2 separate regions of the Ovis aries genome follow, and region 2 is linked to region 1. A link is a contact called in public Hi-C data. All regions are on one chromosome and are shown on one strand. Each heading gives the region's core, a stretch centred on a gene start, on an enhancer-like site or on the middle of the called end of the contact. The rest is flanking DNA. Distances are from core to core; before and after follow the strand shown.

Region 1 (5,385 bases), core at 291-2,790:
AATAATAAATTAACAAACCAAAGCAAACAAAAACATAGGTATTACAGAGAGCAGAGATGTGATTGCCAGGGGGACTGCAGGTGGTAGAGAGGAAAAAATGGGGGTCAACTCTATGATGATGGGTGGAAACTAAATTTTTGGTGGTGAGCACACTGTAGTGTATACAAAAGTTAAAATAATGTGTACAATGTTATATGCTTGAGATTTATGTCATATACCAATGTTATGGCAAAAAAAAAAAAAAGAAACCAAACTGTATACTTGAAGTGTGTGTAGCCAATTGTGTGTAAGTTACACTTTAGTAAAATTTATTCAAGAAATAATAAAATTGTATGCACAAACTTTTAAAAAGAGTAACAATTATTCCTAGAATTACACTTCAAAATCACTTGGAAGTATGAAAGTGAAAGTGTTTGTGGCTGAGTCATGTCTGACTGTTTGCCACCCCATGGACTGTAGCCCTCGCAGCTCCTCTTTCCATGGGATTCTCCAGGCAAGAATACTGGAGTGGGTAGCCATTCTCTTCTCCAGGAGACCTTCCCAACCTTGGGATCGAACCCTGGTCTCCCATCTGAGCCACTAGGGAAGCCCAAAAATCATGTGAGGCTTTTCTAAACATACTGATTTCCAGGCTCATGCCAGACCTGGTAAATAGGGATCTTTGATATTGGCATTTAGGCAAATATAAGCTTAAAAATCTCTATATGTAAATCAAATGAACATCTCTGGCTAGGAATCACATCTACAGGTGAAAATGTATGAAGATTAAAAGATGTTACATTAAATAGGTCATAAAACAGTTTGCATAATATGATTATATTTTTACAAGCAGAAATGTATGTAAACTCAGCAAACTGTATGGAAGAAAAATATAGTAGTTTATGAGATTTGTGGGTATTTTATACTCTGCTCTTCTGTATATTCAAAAATAAAAGCTGTGTACTGCTTTTGTAAACAAAAAAGCAGACGGTGGCTCAGACAGGAGACCCAGGTTTGATCCCTGGGTCGAGAAGATCCCCCTGGAGAAGGGAATGGTTACCCACTCCAGTGTTCTTTCTGGAAAAGTGAGTTATTTTTAAGTTAACAAAGAAAATGTATGAGCGCATAAAATAGAGGGACCATGAATTTGGTGGAGGCCAGGGTGAATGGAGCAGGGACACTGGTGGAGGATTTAGCCTTCAGTGTAAACGAGACACACCTTCCTCCATGTGGAGGGAAGGAGGGTGGAAGTAGACTAGATGGATTGGTAGATTTGGGCCAGATTTCTTCTCTTTCTCCGTGAAGCAGGAAGTAAGCTCAGCCGCAGATAAGAATGGATGTGGGGGTGGTCAGGCTCCTTATAATTTATGTGGTGGTGGTGGGATAACCCACCTTTAATCTTGACTGTTCACAGTTTAGTTTCAGGGTCTGTAAAACTGCTTAAAGTTGTGTTCATGGGTGGGAGGAATTGAGAGATTGGGATTGATGTGATTGATACTGTGTATAAAAGAGATAACTAATAAGAACCTACAGTATGGAACAGGGAACTCTGCTTAATGCACTGTGGTGACCTGAACAGAAGGAAATTGAGAGAGGGGAGATAAGTGTTTGTTTAGGTGATTCACTTTGCTACACAGTAGAAACTGACACAACGTTGTGTCGCAACTATATTACAATAAAAACGAATTTAAAAAATACCTACAAGAAATTGTAATCATGTTTTGTTCTCAGCTGTTTGACTTTCAAAGGAGTCTGTGATCAATCGCCGCTCAGAGTTGGGAACTCTGCCCATCGGAAGTGGTGAAGGGGGTGGTGGCCGTGATGGTATCATATTCTGTTGCTCTATCACCACCGTGTGGTCAAATAGATGTACTGCCAAAGGTGGATTTGAAGCACAGAGTTTGAACTTCCCACGTTGCTCAGGGGTAAAGGACCCACCTGCAGGAGTTCAATTTCTGGGAGCTCTCCCGAAGATCCCTGGAGCAGGAAACGGCAACCCATTGCAATATTCTTGCCTGGGCAATCACATGGGCAGAGAAGCCTAGTGAGCTACGGTCCATGGGGCTGCAAAGAGTCAGACACGACTTAGCCACTAAACAGTTACAGCAACAACAAAAATTTTTCCTCCAAAATGCTGAACCAATGTTAATTATTCAAGAATGAGAAGACCCGCCCAAGCCCAGATAATTATATTCCAATTAAAGATTTTTACGGAAGTGATCTCTGAGCCAGTGTTGAATGTTTCTGAAAGGCCAAAAACATTATGTGTATTGAGACTGACTAGGAGAGTTTTGAAACCCCCTGATGCCCAGGCCAGATGCCATGCTAATTAAACTCTCTAAGAGTGAGAGACCCAAGCATCAGGGTTTTATCCAATGACCTCTTCCCCATGTGATTCCAATGTCCAACCAAGTCCAAGGGCCTCAGCCACAAGTCCTTGCTGTTCCAGGTGTGCTCCATGAGCCAGCAGCATTGGCACCCCCCCCCCAGGAACTTGTTAAATTGTGGGATCTCAGGTCCTGCCCCACATCTCCTGAATCAGTCTGTATTTTAAATAATTCTCAGGTGACTCACTGCATATCAAATTAAATTCTGTTAAAGAGATCAGAATGATTGTCCAGTAGGTCCGCTGGATATACAAGGCAGGAATGGTGTTTAAAAGGTGGGCTTTTCATCTCTGATCACTTCCAGCTACAAAAAATGTGTGACTTCTATGCCACTGCTGAACAGTTCTAGTTATCTGAAAGATTCTTTTCTTTTAGTAGATGTCAAAATATACTTTCTAGCCAGTTCTGCAAATTGCCCCCATGATCTCTTTTAAAATATTTGAAGGATTTCCCTGGTGGTCTAGTGGTTAAGAATATACTTGCCAATGCAGGGGACATAGATTCTATCTCTGCTCCAGGAAGATTCCACATGTTAAGAGACAACTAAACCCACGTGCCACAACTACTGAGCCTGAGAGTCACAACTATTGAAGCTCATGTGGCCTAGAGTCCTTGCTCTGAAACAAGAGAAGCCTGTGCAATGAGAAACCTGCACACAGTAATTTGAAAGTAGCCACTCACTAGAGAAAGCCTGCATGCAGCAACGAAGACCCAGCACAGCCAAAAATAAGTAAATAAAATAGAAAAACAACTTGCAAGATTACAAATCTCTCAAATTTAGAATGAAAACAGTGACACACTTAGATTAAAAAATAAAATTATTTGAGAGCAGAAATGTCTTGCCTTAACCTTCCTTCTTTGAAACCCTCCCTTTCAACCTTCCAGTTTCTTTCAGTTCAGTTCATTCGCTCAGTCGTGTCCGACTCTTTGCGACCCCATGAAATGCAGCACGCCAGGCCTCCCTGTCCATCACCAACTCCCAGAGTTCACTCAGACTCATGTCCATTGAATCAGTGATGCCATCCAGCCATCTCATCCTCTGTTGTCCCCTTCTCCTCCTGCCTCCAATCCCTCCCAACATCAGAGTCTTTCCCAATGAGTCACCTCTTTGCATGAGGTGGCTTCAGCATCATTCCCTCCAAAGAAATCTCAGGGCTAATCTCCTTTAGGATGGACTGGTTGGACCTCCTTGCAGTCCAAGGGACTCTCAAGAGTCTTTTCCAACACCACAGCTCAAAAGCATCAATTCTACGGCGCTGAGCTTTCCTCACAGTCCAACTCTCACATCCATACATGACCACTGGAAAACCATAGCCTTGACTAGACAGACCTTTGTTGGCAAAGTAATGTCTCTGCTTTTCAATATGCTATCTAGGTTGGTCATAACTTTTCTTCCAAGGAGTAAGCGTCTTTTAATTTCATGGCTGCAGTCACCATCTGCAGTGATTTTGGAGCCCAGAAAAATAAAGTCAACCACTGTTTCCCCATCTATTTGCCATGAAGTGATGGGAACAGATGCCATGATCTTAGTTTTCTGAATGTTGAGCTTTAAACCAACTGTTTCACTCTCCACTTTCACTTTCATCAAGAGGCTTTTGAGTTCATCTTCACTTTCTGCCATAAGGGTGGTATCATCTGCATATCTGAGGTTATTGACATTTCTCCCGGCAATCTTGATTCCAGCTTGTGCTTCTTCCAGCCCAGCGTTTCTCATGATGTGGAACCTCCAATCTGGGCTTTCCCGGTGGCTCAGCATTTGCACTGCAGGAGACACAGAAGATGTGGGTTTGATCCCTGGGTTGGGAAGATCCCCTGGAGGAGGACATGGCAACCCACTCCAGTAATTTTGCCTGGGGAATTTCATGGAGAGGAGCCTGCGGTCTACAACCCATAGGGTTACTAAGAGTCAGACACGACTGAAGCAACTTAGCATGCACCCACTCGTGTGCAGAGTGGCAGAGAGGGGGTGGGTTTGTGGGCCTGAGCCCTTAAACTGTGGTGTCCAACACTGCCTCCAGGTAAATCTTTGTCAGAACTGAGTTGGATTGTGGAGACTTGGCTGGTGTCTAAGAAGTTTGTGTTGGCATGAGAACAGCCCCTCCGCCTGCCACATGTTGGAAATGGGGTCAGAATCTTAAGAGCATAGAGCAGGGGTTAGCAAGTACCATCCCATGAGTCAAATCCAGACTGTTGCCTGTTTTTGTACACCAAGTTTTACTGGAATACAGCCATGATCATTTATTTACGTATTTGTTGTTCAGTCGCTCGGTCGCATGACTCTTTGCCACCCCATGGACTGCTGCAGCACGCCAGGCTTCCCTGTCCTTCATCATCTCCTGGAGCTTGCTCAAACTCATGTCCATGGAGTCAGTGATGTCATCCAGTCACCTTGTCTTCTGTCATCATATTTACGTATTTACTGTAGCTATTTTTGCACTATAACAGCAGAGTCATATAGTTGTGACAGAGACTATCCGACCCACAAATATTTACTATCTGGTCCTTTAAAGAAAAAGTGTGCTGACTCCTGCTATAGTAAATAAACATAATGTAGTAAATAAAAATATAAAAAAGGATGCACCAAGTCAGGATAAACTACAATTCTTTTTTTTCAATTTATTTTATTTATTTATTAAAATTTTTATTTTTACTTTATTTTACTTTACAATACTGTATTGGTTTTGCCATACATTGACATGAACCCACCACGGGTGTACATGAGTTCCCAAACATGAGCCCCCTCCCACCTCCCACCCCATATCATCTCTCTGGATACAATTCTAACTTCAGTTAGATTAAATCTCCTGGGAAATGTCTCATTGCTGTCAATTTTTTTTGCCTTTGTAGACACTTTATAGTTTGTATCATCATTTTTGGTCTTTAGACAAGTTGGAAATAGGTAAGCTAATACCAGAGTCTAGTAACTGTGTTTGCAAATGGTAAGAAGACAGTGAGTGACACCTAGTGGACAATAGCAGGAAGTTCTGAAACTTACACTGCCCAAGGCTCTGAGATATTT
Region 2 (5,570 bases), core at 1,286-3,785, 370 kb before region 1:
AATCCCAGTAAATTTAAAATATTTTAAATTATACTTAGTTTGTTCTCTGATTATAAAGGAGTTAGATTGGAAATCAACAACAACAAAATATCTAGGAAAAACCCATAACTTGGAAATTAAATAACATTCTGCTAAACTATGCACGATCAAAAAAAAAAATCAACAAGGAAATTAGAAAGTATTCCCAACATCATGGTAACGACAATAAACCTTTTCAAAATCTGTGCGATGCAGCTAGAGTAGTGCTTCAAGGGAAATTGATAGCTGTAAATAATTGTATTAGAAAAGGAGAAAGTTTAAAAGCCAATGATCTGGACTTCCTGGTGGTCCAGTGGCCAGGACTCTCTACACTCCCAATGCAGGGGACCCAGTTTCATCCCTGGTCAGGGACCTAGATCCCACATGTTGCAACCAAGACTCTGAGCAGCCAAATAAATATTTTTAAAAAGTCAATGATCTAAGGTTCCACCTTAAGAAGTTATTAACAGAAAAAGAAAAGTAAATCCAAAGTAAGTATAGGAAGGACATAATAAAGGTAAGAGTAGAAATCAAAGGAATAGAGAAGAGACTTTTCTTTTCCAAAGAGACTGGGCTTCCCTGGTGGCTCAGATGTAAAGAATCTGCCTACAATGCAGGAGACCCAGGCTCGATCCCTGGATGGGGAAGATATTCTGGGGCAGGGGATGGCTACCCACTCCTGTATGTTTGCTTGGGAAATCCCGAGGACAGAGGAGCCTGTCTGGCTACAGTCCATGGGGTCACAAAGAGTCGCACTGGACAGAATGACTAAAACTTTCACTTTCACTCAGAAAAGAGACAAGAGGAAATTAACAAGCTCAATTATGTTTTCTGACACATTATTCCCCTCCCTCTTCCTTCTAGTCTCTGCACATTGGATGAGAATTCATTTGGAGTGGGGGAAAGAGTATGAAATAATAGCTAATTCCTTCCTTAGGGGTTCCTGATGCTTGTACCTCACAACCAGAGAGAACTTTTTTTGCCAGTAGGTGGCGGCGCTGTCACCTTGAAAATTGGGACAGGCTGCCTTCTGGGTCGGCTTGGGGACCAAAAAATAGCCTGGGGCTGAAAGGAAGGCATCATTTCAAGACAGGAGAAGTCAATTCTAGAAAGTAAATCCTCACTTTTAGATCAGGGAAGTTAGAGATTATACACGCACAAACACACACACGCACAATTCCTAAGCCGAAATCCCCGTGGAATCAAAGTTTGAAACACCTGTCCTTTAAAAGCTGGGTTTCTGGGGGACTCCCCTGGTGGTAAGGACTCCGGGCTTCTAATGTAGGGTGTTAGGGTTATATTCCTGGCTGAGGAACTAAGACAAAGCTTGCCACACGGGTGAGGCTATCCCCCAAACAAAACAAAACAGAGAACGCCAAAACAAGCCCCCTCCCCCGCTTAATTGGAAGTACTGTAGGTGGGAACCTGAGGCTAAGAAAACTCCTCTCATTGTGTGCAAATCAGGGCTACCCTCTCCTCGACCCCCATTCTAAATTTCCATCAGATTTCCCAAACGCACGTAGAGGACAGGGAATTAAAACAATTAAGATCCCCTGCCTATGAATGCGCCATTAAACAACACTAGGAAGTTAATCAAGCAGGAGTCTGGGCTGTCAAGGGAGGTGGAGTACCCTCAGGCCTTGGGTGGGAGGTGGGAAAGGCCAGTTGCTTTTATAATTTTTTTTTCCCTCCAGGGCCCCTGCTGTTAAAAGCCCCGTGGGGAGTTTGGAGTGGAAAATTTGCAGACCTACTGTGTGCGTCTGCGTTCTTGCTAAGTCGCTCAGTCGCGTCCGACTCTTTGCGACCTCATGGACTGTGGCCTGAACGGCCTCTGTCCACAGGATTCTCCAGGAGAATGCTATGCCCTCCTCCAGGCGTTCTTTCCGAACCAGGGATTGAATCTGTGTCTCTGGCATCTTCTCCTTTACCACTAACGTCATCTGGGAAGCTCTGCGGAGGTGCTTTTCCTAAATTAATCATTTAATCTTTGCAGTAATCCTTTTTATTACCCCTCCAAATCCCTTAAGAAAGCACTTAATGGAGTGCTTGCTGGCTTTCGTGGTTCCGGGTTTTAAGTGAATGCACACACTGATTATTCCCCTCTTTTACACACACACAAGACTTCCGCGCGATTCCCTTCGTTTAAATGAACTTGCCTTTAAAAACAGCCTTTCATTTATTTCTTTGGTCTATTTCTTTCCAACAAGAGTCACCCTCAGGATTGGCAGTAGGAACGCAGACAGGACAGGAGGCAGTACGATTTTCGTTCGAATTTAGAAGACAGTCCTGGAGTCTCACTTCTCCCTTCTATCCGGCTCACAAAGTGTCGGGCGGCCAGGGCTGGGTTTGGGCGGGAGAAGCCCGGCCAGAGCTCCCGAGACCGACTCCGCGCGGGGCTGGTGGGCCGCAGAGCGGTTGAGTGGGGTCGGGATTTAGCCCCTCGTGGCAGCCACCCGGCTCGCTCCAGCCCCGCCCAGAGGCGGCCGCGCCAACCCTGAAGGGAGCCGGCGAGAGGCTCCCCGGATCTCCAGTGCGCCACGGACGGCGCTCAGAGAGTCCGCAGCCTCTAGGTCGCCGACTAGTTGGGATGGGCAGCCGCTGCTGAGTCCTTCCTTGCCTCTGCGTCCCGGGCCTCGGAGTCGCCGAGAGGAGTCCCTGGAGCTGGTTCCTGCTGCGGACCCTCTGCCTCCGGCCCGTGAGCTCAGCCCCTCCGCGCCGCGAGCCCGCCTCTGCCAACCGCGAGCTCCAACCCCCAAACAAGGCGCGCAGTAGGCGCGGACGCTGCAGCCTCCTGGCACCTCCCGGGGGGTGGGGTGGTTACCTCCCATCCTCGCCAAACTCCGCGCTCTCGGACCCCGATCCGACTCAGCAGGCCAGACTCCCACCTGCCTTGGCGGTGCCTCCTAGCTCGCACTTCTCGCCGCGACCCCCGGTTCCCCTTTCCGGCGGGGGCGCAGCCTTCCGGCCACATGAGACTCTGTCCCACGGCCCAGCCGTTTGTCAACCGAAAGGTCTCGGGCCAGAACTCCTGAGTCTCGCCAGCCTGCTTCGCTGGAGATTCGGGCTCGAACCCGCGAAGACCCGGTGGGCCCGGAACTTGGGCTCATTTTCTTTGAGGTTTGAGCTGCCCGCTCTTCCCTAGAGTTTCATTTCTGCTCTTAAGGAATGGTAACAAGCCCGCAGCAACAGCTTGATTTAACCTTTGTCTATTCAGTGCCTGAATTAGGAGAGATTTGGAGCTTCCCTGATAGCTCAGCTGGTAAAGAATCCGCCCGCAATGCTGGAGACTCCGGTTCGATTCCTGGGTCAGGAAGATCCCCTGGAGAAGAGAAAGGGTATTCTGGCCTGGAGAATTCCATGGACAGTCCGTGGGGTTGCAAAGAGTCAAACACGACTGAGCACACTTTAACTTAGGAGGGATTTGGGAGAACTGGAGTCATCCCCCTAATTTACTGATATGGGAAACTGAGGCTCACAGAGGGACATTTGTGCTCCACGTCACGGAGCGCTTTCCTGGATAGACCGGGTCTGACACGCACTGTGCGCCTCGTTAGAACGCGTTTTGCGGTGAGGGGAACCTAGGTGAGAGAGGCCCAGTCACCTGCTCGGGCCTCCCCAGCCCTATTGGAGCAGAAGCCGAGCGGAAACCCCGTAGGTCTGGCGTCTCCGGCTCTGGACCTCTTTCGAGGAGAGCGCTCCCTTTTCATGATCAATTTTCTTACTCTCGAAATTTTCTGCCTTTCTAAAGTCCCTCTCTTATGAGCGGTGTGGAAGTTGAATTTTGCGAGTTTGTGGTTTCAGTCTCTGTGGAGCCCTGGTGTGGTGGGTGGTCGTAGACCTTGCGCCCTCGGAAGCCCACCTTCTTTGATTCCTGCGCAGCATCAGAGGTCGCGTGACTTTATTCATTGTCCTAACCACAGCGAGGAAGAGGGTGACCTCACTGAGCCATTCCTGGCGAACGGGTTGCCCAGGAAGCCACACTGTGTTCCTATAACACCCTGGGCTAGGGACGTAGGAAGGCTGTCCATCTAGTGGAGACCAGTCAGTCAGTAGCAAGGCTGTTTGATCACCTGCAGGCTGTAGAGAGCGCTGTGGATGGGTTCCTCAGGGGATGCTGAGATTGTAGTCAGGCTCTGGAATCTAGCTTCCCACCCCGTGTGGCTGCTTCCTGGTACATTCTGGAAGGACCGTGGCTTGAGAGCTGGCTTGGTTTTCAACTTTTGTTAATCATTAGGGAGATCTTCTGAGCCAACATCAGCCACAAACAAGGCAGGCTTGACCCAGAGCACGTCACAGGTGGTTGTTATTGTTCAGTTGCTCAGTCGTGTCTGACTCTTTGTGACCCCATGGACCGCAGCACACCAGACTTCCCTGTCCTTCACTGTCTCCCAGAGTTCTCTAAAACTCATGTCCATTGAGTCAGTGAAGCCATCCAACCATCTCACCCTCTGTTGCCCCCTTCTTCTCCTACCTTCAGTCTTGCCCAGCATCAGTGTCTTTTCCAATGAGTTGGTTCTTGTCATCATGTGGCAAAGTATTAGAGCTTCAGCTTCAGCATCAGTCCTTCCAATGAATATTCAGGATTGATTTCCTTTAGGATGGACTGGTTGGATCTCCTTGCAGTCCAAGGGACTCTTAAGAGTCTTCTCCAGCATCCCAATTCGAAACATCAATTCTTTGGCACTCAGCCATCTTTATGAGCTTTCTTCTTTCCGTATCAACACTCAAACACAACTCTGGAGTTCTTTATTACCCCTTCTGGAGTCTGTGCCACTTACTGTTTCTCCCCACAGATATCCACATGTTCCCATACTTCTAGCTGGGCTTTGCTCAAATTCTCTCAAGAAGATGCTTCAGGATTACCTATTAAAAATTATGTCATCTCCATCCCTCCACCCACCTGCCCTCTTATCTGCTTTTCCAACTTAATTTTTTTTGACTTAAAAAATTACTTATTTATTTTTAATTGATTGATGATTGGTTTACAGTATTGGTTTGATTTCTGTCATACATCAACATGAATTAACCATAAGTGTACATTTGTCCCCTCCCTCTTGAATCTCCCTCCCACCTCCCACCCATTCCCACCTCTCTAGGTTATTACAGAGCCCCCGTTTGAGTTCCCTGAGTCACACAGCAAATTCCCATTGATATCAACTTACATATGTTAGTGTATATGCATTCATGCTATTCTCTCCATTTATCTCGCCCTCTCCCTCTTCTCCACCAGCCTTACCTATAAATCTGTTCTCTATGTCTGTGTCTCCATTGTTGCTCTGCAAACAGATTTGTCATTACCATCCTTCTAGATTCCATACATGTGTTAATATATGACATTTGCTTTTCTCTTTCTGACTTACTTCACTCTGTATAATAGGCTCTAGGTTCATCCACCTCATTAAAACTGACTCAGATGGGCTCCTTTTTATGGCTTAGTAGTGTTCCATTGTATATATGTACCACAGCTTCTTTATCCATTCATCTACTGATGGACATCTAGGTTGCTTCTATGTCTTGGCTATTGTGAATAGTGCTGCAATGAGCGTTGGGAT

The links. A called contact is a pair of places that touch in the nucleus more often than the background predicts.
Region 2: a Hi-C map of liver shows a contact between it and region 1, with 5 times the contacts expected there. The contact joins two enhancer-like sites. A contact is called at or near these places in 2 of 16 Hi-C or Micro-C datasets (hypothalamus and liver).

What each region holds. Positions count from the first base shown.
Region 1 is chr3:56,360,131-56,365,515 of ARS-UI_Ramb_v3.0, reverse strand. No RefSeq gene overlaps it. Among named protein-coding and RNA genes, the nearest start is that of DNAH6, 6.8 kb to the left of the region's middle. Within about 2 kb of position 1,540, at least 2 of the 54 cell types and tissues checked have an H3K27ac peak or open chromatin away from gene starts, as enhancers often do. A contact at or near this core is called in liver, where this site is marked.
Region 2 is chr3:56,731,491-56,737,060 of ARS-UI_Ramb_v3.0, reverse strand. No RefSeq gene overlaps it. Among named protein-coding and RNA genes, the nearest start is that of TMSB10, 36 kb to the left of the region's middle. Within about 2 kb of position 2,535, at least 14 of the 54 cell types and tissues checked have an H3K27ac peak or open chromatin away from gene starts, as enhancers often do. A contact at or near this core is called in liver, where this site is marked.